Linked DNA regions of Macaca mulatta: region 1 is linked to region 2. A link is a contact called in public Hi-C data. All regions are on one chromosome and are shown on one strand. Each heading gives the region's core, a stretch centred on a gene start, on an enhancer-like site or on the middle of the called end of the contact. The rest is flanking DNA. Distances are from core to core; before and after follow the strand shown.

Region 1 (3,311 bases), core at 585-3,084, 330 kb after region 2:
AGTCCCCTGAAATTTCAATCATGGTTTCTCTGGGAGGAGGCCTGGATACGTGCCATGGGTCACAGGGGCCCAAACCAGTTTGAGATTGTTTGAGGGGGCCATGGGAAGGACAGAGCACCAGGCCCGGGGCCATGTGATCTTAGGCAAGTCTCACGCCGTCAGTGTCTGAGTTTCCTTATAGGAAAAATGAGGTAAACACCTGCTAACTGTTTTCGCTCTCAACGCCTGGCATGGAGTAGATGCCAAGAAACTGTTTGTAGAAACCTTGGAAATTCTTAAGACTAAAGAAAGACCCAGAGACCACAGGGTGGGCTAGTGGGTCTCTCCACTCCCACCAAAGGATGAAGTAGGTGCTGAGAACTCAGAACGAAGCCCCAAAAAACAGACTCAGAAGATCCCCTAAGGAGGAGGTGAAACAGCAGGACATCTGCTCATGGGCCTCCCCTGACTCCAGCCCCACAAGGTCCACCTATCTCTGGGAGACTCTGCAGACCTCGTTGATCCTTCAGAGGTCCACTAATGGACCCTTCTCAGGCAAACCTCCAGACCACTTCCAAGAGCCTCCCCAGCTGTCTCGGCAGCCTCCACCCCAGGCACCTTTGAACCCCGCTGGGAGCAGCAACCAGCCCCCTTCAGACCTCTTGGTCCAGATAGAGCGTCCCCAGGAATCAGCAATCCTGTCCCTCTCTTCTCCCATTGTCTCAGTCCCCAGCTGCGAGGAGGTGGCCCCTGAAGCGTTCAGGATAAGAAGGAAAACTGTGTCAACAGAAGTTAAGTCGGTGAGTTCCCGAGCCTTTGGTATCCACCTCCTGTCTGGAGCGCAGGGTCCTGTCCCAGCTCCTAGCTCCGCCCCCTGGGAACTGTATGGTTCCTCAAGTCACTCCACTCCTCCGAACCTCAGGCCCCTCCTCTACAAACGTTAGAGTGAGGCATTGGGGAGTTGCTGGGAAGGGCCTGCCCCATACTAGGCCCATAATAATAGTCCCTATTGTCATTATTATTAGTTAGGCACGAAAGGAAAGGTTACAGAGCTGGTGATTAGGACACTTAGCGTTTCGGCTCTCAGGACGCCTTTGAGCCTCAGTTGATCCCGAGGTCCACACACTCCCTGGGTCATGCGTGGCCTCAGAACTCTCTCCATCAGAGAAGGTCAAAATTCATGATGTTTTGGTTTTTCCTGTTAGACAAATGGGGAGGACCTCCCTTCCGCAAGCATTTCCAGAGGCCCCTCGGCCAAAAAGGGAGTCAGGCCCTACGTTCTCTGCGGTGGAGGGTACCCCCAAAACCTCGCTCCTTTGATGTCCCCCAGTGTCAAGCTGGCGGTCCCACCAGCCTCCTGTAGAGGCCTTGACTCCCGCGAGTCACCCGGGGGCCGACAGGTGGGCAGGTGGAGGCGCCGCGCGGCCCGGGGAGCTGTAAGCCGCGCGCACCTGCCGCAGGTGAGACCCAGCCGTGCGGAAGGGGGAGGAGCCGTCGCGCAGCACTCAGGTGATCCGACCCCCTGCTCCCGGGACCTAAGGCGAGGGCAGCCGCGGGCTTCAACGTGGCCGCTGCCAGGCGACCTATGCTGCAGACTGCGGCCCCGGCGGCTCCGAGTCCCGCGCGGCGCGGCGGCCCCAGGAGAACATTCGAGGCAGCAGCGGCGTTGTAGGCCCGGGGTCCGTTCGGTATTTGAATAGCACAAAGGAACCGCCTTGGTCTGATTGGCCAGCTAAGTAGCCCCGGGGCGGGCAGCGCCTGTCACTCGGGAGGCTCTCAGAGCTCCTATTGGCTCTTCTCATGTGGGGCGGGGCCCGGGCACCCGGCTAAATAGCTGGGGCCGGGGCCGGCCGAGACTCATTGCTTTGGCGCCGTCTGGGGAGCGCGAGCCCGCGGGTGGCGCGCAGCGCATGGTGGCGGCTCCTCTCGGAGCACAGCCGAACCGCTGACCCGGACTCCGTTCCCCCTGCCCGGCGCGCCCCGGCGGCCGGCTGGAGGCAGAAACAGCAGCAGCGTTAGCAGCAGCAGCGGCGGCGGCTGCTCCGCCGCCGTCTCCGCGGGAGCATGGAGTGCGCCCTGGACGCCCAGAGCCTGATCAGCATCTCCCTGCGCAAGATCCACAGCTCCCGAACCCAGCGCGGCGGCATCAAGCTGCACAAGAACCTCCTGGTGTCCTACGTGCTCCGCAACGCGCGCCAGCTCTACCTGAGCGAGCGCTACGCCGAGCTCTACCGGCGCCAACAGCAGCAGCAACAGCAGCAGCCGCCCCACCACCAGCACCAGCACCTAGCGTACGCGGCGCCGGGCATGCCGGCCAGCGCGGCCGACTTCGGCCCGCTCCAACTTGGTGGCGGCGGGGACGCGGAGGCGCGCGAGCCGGCCGCCCGGCACCAGCTGCACCAGCTCCACCAGCTCCACCAGCTGCACCTCCAGCAGCAGCTGCACCAGCACCAGCACCCGGCGCCCAGGGGCTGCGCGGCAGCGGCGGCGGCCGGAGCGCCCGCGGGCGGCGCGGGGGCGCTCTCGGAGCTGCCCGGGTGCGCCGCGCTCCAGCCGCCGCACGGCGCGCCCCACCGCGGGCAGCCCTTGGAGCCTCTGCAGCCGGGTCCTGCGCCGCTGCCGCTGCCGCTGCCACCGCCCGCTGCGCTCTGCCCGCGGGACCCTCGCACCCCGGCCGCCTGCTCCGCGCCCTCCGCGCCCCCAGGGGCCGCCCCTCCGGCCGCCGCCGCTTCTCCGCCCGCCTCCCCGGCCCCCGCCTCCTCCCCCGGCTTCTACCGGGGCGCATACCCGGCCCCCTCGGACTTCGGCTTGCACTGCAGCAGCCAGACCACCGTGCTGGACCTAGACACTCACGTGGTGACCACGGTAGAGAACGGCTACTTGCACCAGGACTGCTGCGCCTCCGCCCACTGCCCCTGCTGTGGCCAGGGCGCTCCGGGACCGGGCCTGTCGTCCGCCGCCGGCTGCAAGCGCAAGTATTACCCTGGCCAGGAGGAGGAGGAAGACGACGAGGAGGACGCGGGCGAGCTGGGGGCCGAGCCCCCCGGGGGCGCCCCGTTCGCCCCCTGCAAGCGCGCCCGCTTCGAGGACTTCTGCCCGGACTCGTCCCCGGACGCGTCCAACATCTCAAACTTGATCTCCATCTTTGGCTCCGGCTTCTCGGGGCTCGTGAGCCGACAGCCGGACTCCTCGGAGCAGCCGCCGCCGCTCAACGGGCAGCTGTGCGCCAAGCAGGCGCTCGCCAGCCTCGGCGCCTGGACTCGAGCCATTGTCGCCTTCTAGGGACCCCCGAGGGCACAGGGACCCGGGGCCCCGCGAGGCTGGGGCCAGAC
Region 2 (3,409 bases), core at 491-2,990:
GCCTGCAGCACTGGAGGACTTGAAAGTGGTCCAGTGAGGCTGGGGACAGGGAGCGAGAGGCAGGGCCTGGGAGGGATAGGGCAGGCCTTCCTCCACCAGTTTGAGTTCCATTAGCTTGAGGGTGTGTACAGCCAAGAGGGATGGAGGGGCTGAGAGGAGGCCAAGCCACCACTGACCAGGTGGAGGGGTGGGGGGTGAGCCTGGACCGGGCAGGTGCTGGGTGGAGGTGGGGGAGTGAGAGCCAGAGCTTTCAACCAAGCCTCTGGGAGGCTGCAGGGCCTGGGATCCCAGACCCGAGCCTGATCCCTGCTCAGCTCAAGAGCTGTTGCCGGAAGGTTCTTAGTTTCCCCTCAGTAAACTGGGGCTCAGGAGATTTCTGGAGCACTTGCTCTGTATAACTGGGCAAGGGCTGGGCAGGCATTTCCAGCATGAACACGTCTTCCCAGGCCCACTGGCTGGAGGGCACCGAGGGGTGAGGGTGACCTGAGGGTGAAGTCTGGGCCTGGAGAGGCCATAGAGGGAGTGAGGACAGCTCCTGCCAGAAACAGGGGAGGGGTGTTTGAGACCTTGAAGGGTGGGACCGTGACGGTGGTGACCGTGGAAGGGGTCCGGGTTCGGGTCCCACGGGGGGTCAGAGGAAAGGAGCTGGAAGCAGGAGCCAGAATTTGAACCCAGGTGGTCTGACTCCAAGAGGGCCCTCTCACCTGACTTCAACAGTGACCTTAGTGGCTTCAACAGTGACCCCAGTAGTGACAATAGTGACTCACCTGCCCCATGGGCTTGAAACTGCGATGGTTGTGCTCTCCTTTGACCCTGTATCCTGGGGGACTCCACACGGTCATTATATTGTTACTGCGCCTTTTTAGAGATGAGAAAACTGTGGCCAGAAGCAGAGTGGCCTGACCAGGGCTCCAGCCCCCCAGTCCTGCCACAGATGATGTGGGGCGGTTTTCTCAGCACAGGCTGGAAAGCTTTCTTAGGTAACACGTGGAAGGCAGCGTGTGACCCGGCAGAAAGGAACTGTAATTCCGGGTGGCTGTACGACCTTGGACAGTCCTTTTCCCATCTCTGGGCCTCGATTTACCCAACTGTACAATTCGCCCCGTGAGTCTAGGAAGATTCGCTGAGCGTCTGCCAACTGGCAGATGAGGAAACCGAAGTTCAGAGAGTTGAAAGCACAGAGTTGCCTCAGGTCAGGCGGCCGGCACAAGGTGGCGCCGGCTTCGAAGCCGGATTCCGAGGGCGAGCCCTGCCCTCGGCCCCCAGCGGTGTTGTCCTGCCCCCAGGGGGCAGCGGCGCGGGGCCGTTCCAGGCCCTGCCAGCCTGACGTCAGGCCCGGCCGGCGGGGCCTCGCTCTGCACAAACAGACGCCGCAGGCCAGCGTCGGGGCCGGGGGCGGCGATGACTCAGGGCCCCGAGACGGGCCGGGAAGCGGAAAGTTGTGTGCAGATGACATCAGCCGGCCGCGAGGGCGGGAGGGGGCCGGCTCCGGGAAACGGCGGCCTGGCGGGCGGCCCGGCCAGGGATAGGGCGCGGAGGGGCGGCCGCGGGGCGGGGGCGGGAACACCGGGACGGGGCGCTCGGAACCACGAAAAATGTCCCCCCCTCCCGCCCGCCCCGGACCCAGGCCCCGGAGCCCGGCCCCGCTTTTCGCCGGCGAGGAGCCGGCTCCACCCGCCTGCAAAGACGCCGCGCTCCCCCGCGCTCCGGAGGCAGCCGCATCCATCCTGCTGCGTGCCTGCATTTTAATTACCGCCGCATTAATATTCATGAGCCAGGACTCGAGGGGGACCGCGGGCTGTCATTTCCCTCGCCCGCCCTCCCCCCACCGCACCCCTCTTCCTGGGCTGAGTCTTGGGCTTTTTTCTTCCCGTTCCCAACCCCGCTCGCACCAACCGTTGGTGCTCAGCAGATTTCGGGGAGCGGGGTGGTGTGTGAGCATGAGTGTGAGCGAGTGTGAGTGGGGAGGGCGCAGGGTGGGGGCCGAGTGTGAGTCTGTGCCTACGTCTGTGTGCCTGTGCCTACGTGCCTATGCGTGCCTGTGTGACTGTCGGCAGTCCCAGGGCCGTGTGTGCACGTCTCTGATGTGTCTGTGGGGCTTGGAGAGGGGCCAAAGCCTGTCCAAGTTAGCAGGGCCTGACTGTACAAATGGGGAAACTAAGGCCTGGAGAGAGGCTGTGCCTTGTCCAAAGCCACCCCATAGGTCAGCAGCACAGGGGAGCGGGAGACCAGGGTCCTGCGTTTGGCAGGCTCTGCTCCCGGCTCTCCCGTGCTGTTGTTTGTAACAATGGCAGACAGGATGTGCTGAGCGGGCACCTCTTATGTGTCCTTCCCAGCAAACCTGTGCAGCACGTGGTCCTATCCGTGCCCCGTGCAGATGGGGAAACTGAGGCAACTGGTCCAGCCAATGAGGGGTGAACTGGAGCCCAGAAGTGTCTGAATCCTAAGTCCCTGGGTTTAACAGCCCCACTGTGGTGCCTCCAGGGGAATTGTGGAGTGTCCTCACTGGGGTGATCTGGGGGTACCTGGAAGCTCCTGGGTGCCCGGGCATCAGCGGGGATGTTTCCCCAGAACAGCCCACCTTCTGTTTCCCTCCCAAGTGAGTCATCGGATAGGGCTGCCTTCTTGTGGCTTTCCCAGTCCCCCTCCGTCCCCTCCCCATCCCTGAAGCCTCCCAGGGGCCACCCTGCACACCACACCTTGCTCCCTGGGCCTGAGGTCAGGCAATCATTCATTCATTCATCCAACAAATCCTTCAGTGCCAGTCACTGTGCTAGGCACTGGGGATTCTCTGCTTCCCACTCTGGTCATCTCTACCTGGCCTAGGCGCCTCCAGGCCCACAAGGGGGCTGTTCACCTCTGTGTGTGAATGCTCACTAGGGGTGGGGGACTAGGGGCACCTGTGCACAAAAGACAGCTCTCACCCAGCCTTGCCGCAGAGGTCTGGGGTGCCCACATTCGGTGGCCAGAAAGGGGCTGCGATCATCTTAGGGTTGACGGGGCGGTGGCCACACTAGGCAGCCTGAATCTTTGCTTCTCTCTCCTGCAACTTGTCCTCCTCTGGCCGCCAATCTAAATAACCCCAGAGGCTGGTCAGCCTGCCTTGCCCTGGGTTGAGCCAAGGCCATCCTCCCTCTCACGTCCAGCCGAGAATAGGCGGACTGTTCCCTCGTCTCTGCCCACACAGGGCTGGGCTGGAAGTCGTGTCCCAGCCATGTCCCCTGAGCCTTTTCTCCCCTCCCTTTGGGAGCTCCACAGGAACACAGAGAAGAGGACAGGGGTGCAGCCAGAGGACTTGGGAGAGGAAGCAATAATTTATTTACCTTCACCGGTTAAATAGGAGTTTGCCTAGGAGAGGCGGCCCAAGGACGGGGGACTAGCTCAGAGGCGCGCCCACCTGCAGCCCCCA

The links. Hi-C and Micro-C count contacts between places; a contact is called where the count stands out from the background.
Region 1: a Hi-C map of liver shows a contact between it and region 2, with 3 times the contacts expected there. The contact joins the promoter of IER5L here to the promoter of LOC106993593 in region 2. A contact is called at or near these places in 5 of 14 Hi-C or Micro-C datasets (CD4 T cells, blood, fetal cortex germinal zone and 2 more).

What each region holds. Positions count from the first base shown.
Region 1 is chr15:18,466,129-18,469,439 of T2T-MMU8v2.0, forward strand. It overlaps IER5L (immediate early response 5 like), which reads left to right and starts at 1,835. Exons shown (of 1, transcript XM_015116647.3): 1 at 1,835-3,311. The coding sequence starts at 2,044. The coding sequence ends at 3,261.
Region 2 is chr15:18,135,799-18,139,207 of T2T-MMU8v2.0, forward strand. It overlaps LOC106993593, which reads right to left and starts at 1,741. Exons shown (of 3, transcript XM_077967900.1): 1 at 768-1,741. The coding sequence starts at 1,726. The coding sequence ends at 977. All of the region lies in intron 6 of LOC114672715 (a long non-coding RNA gene), which reads left to right.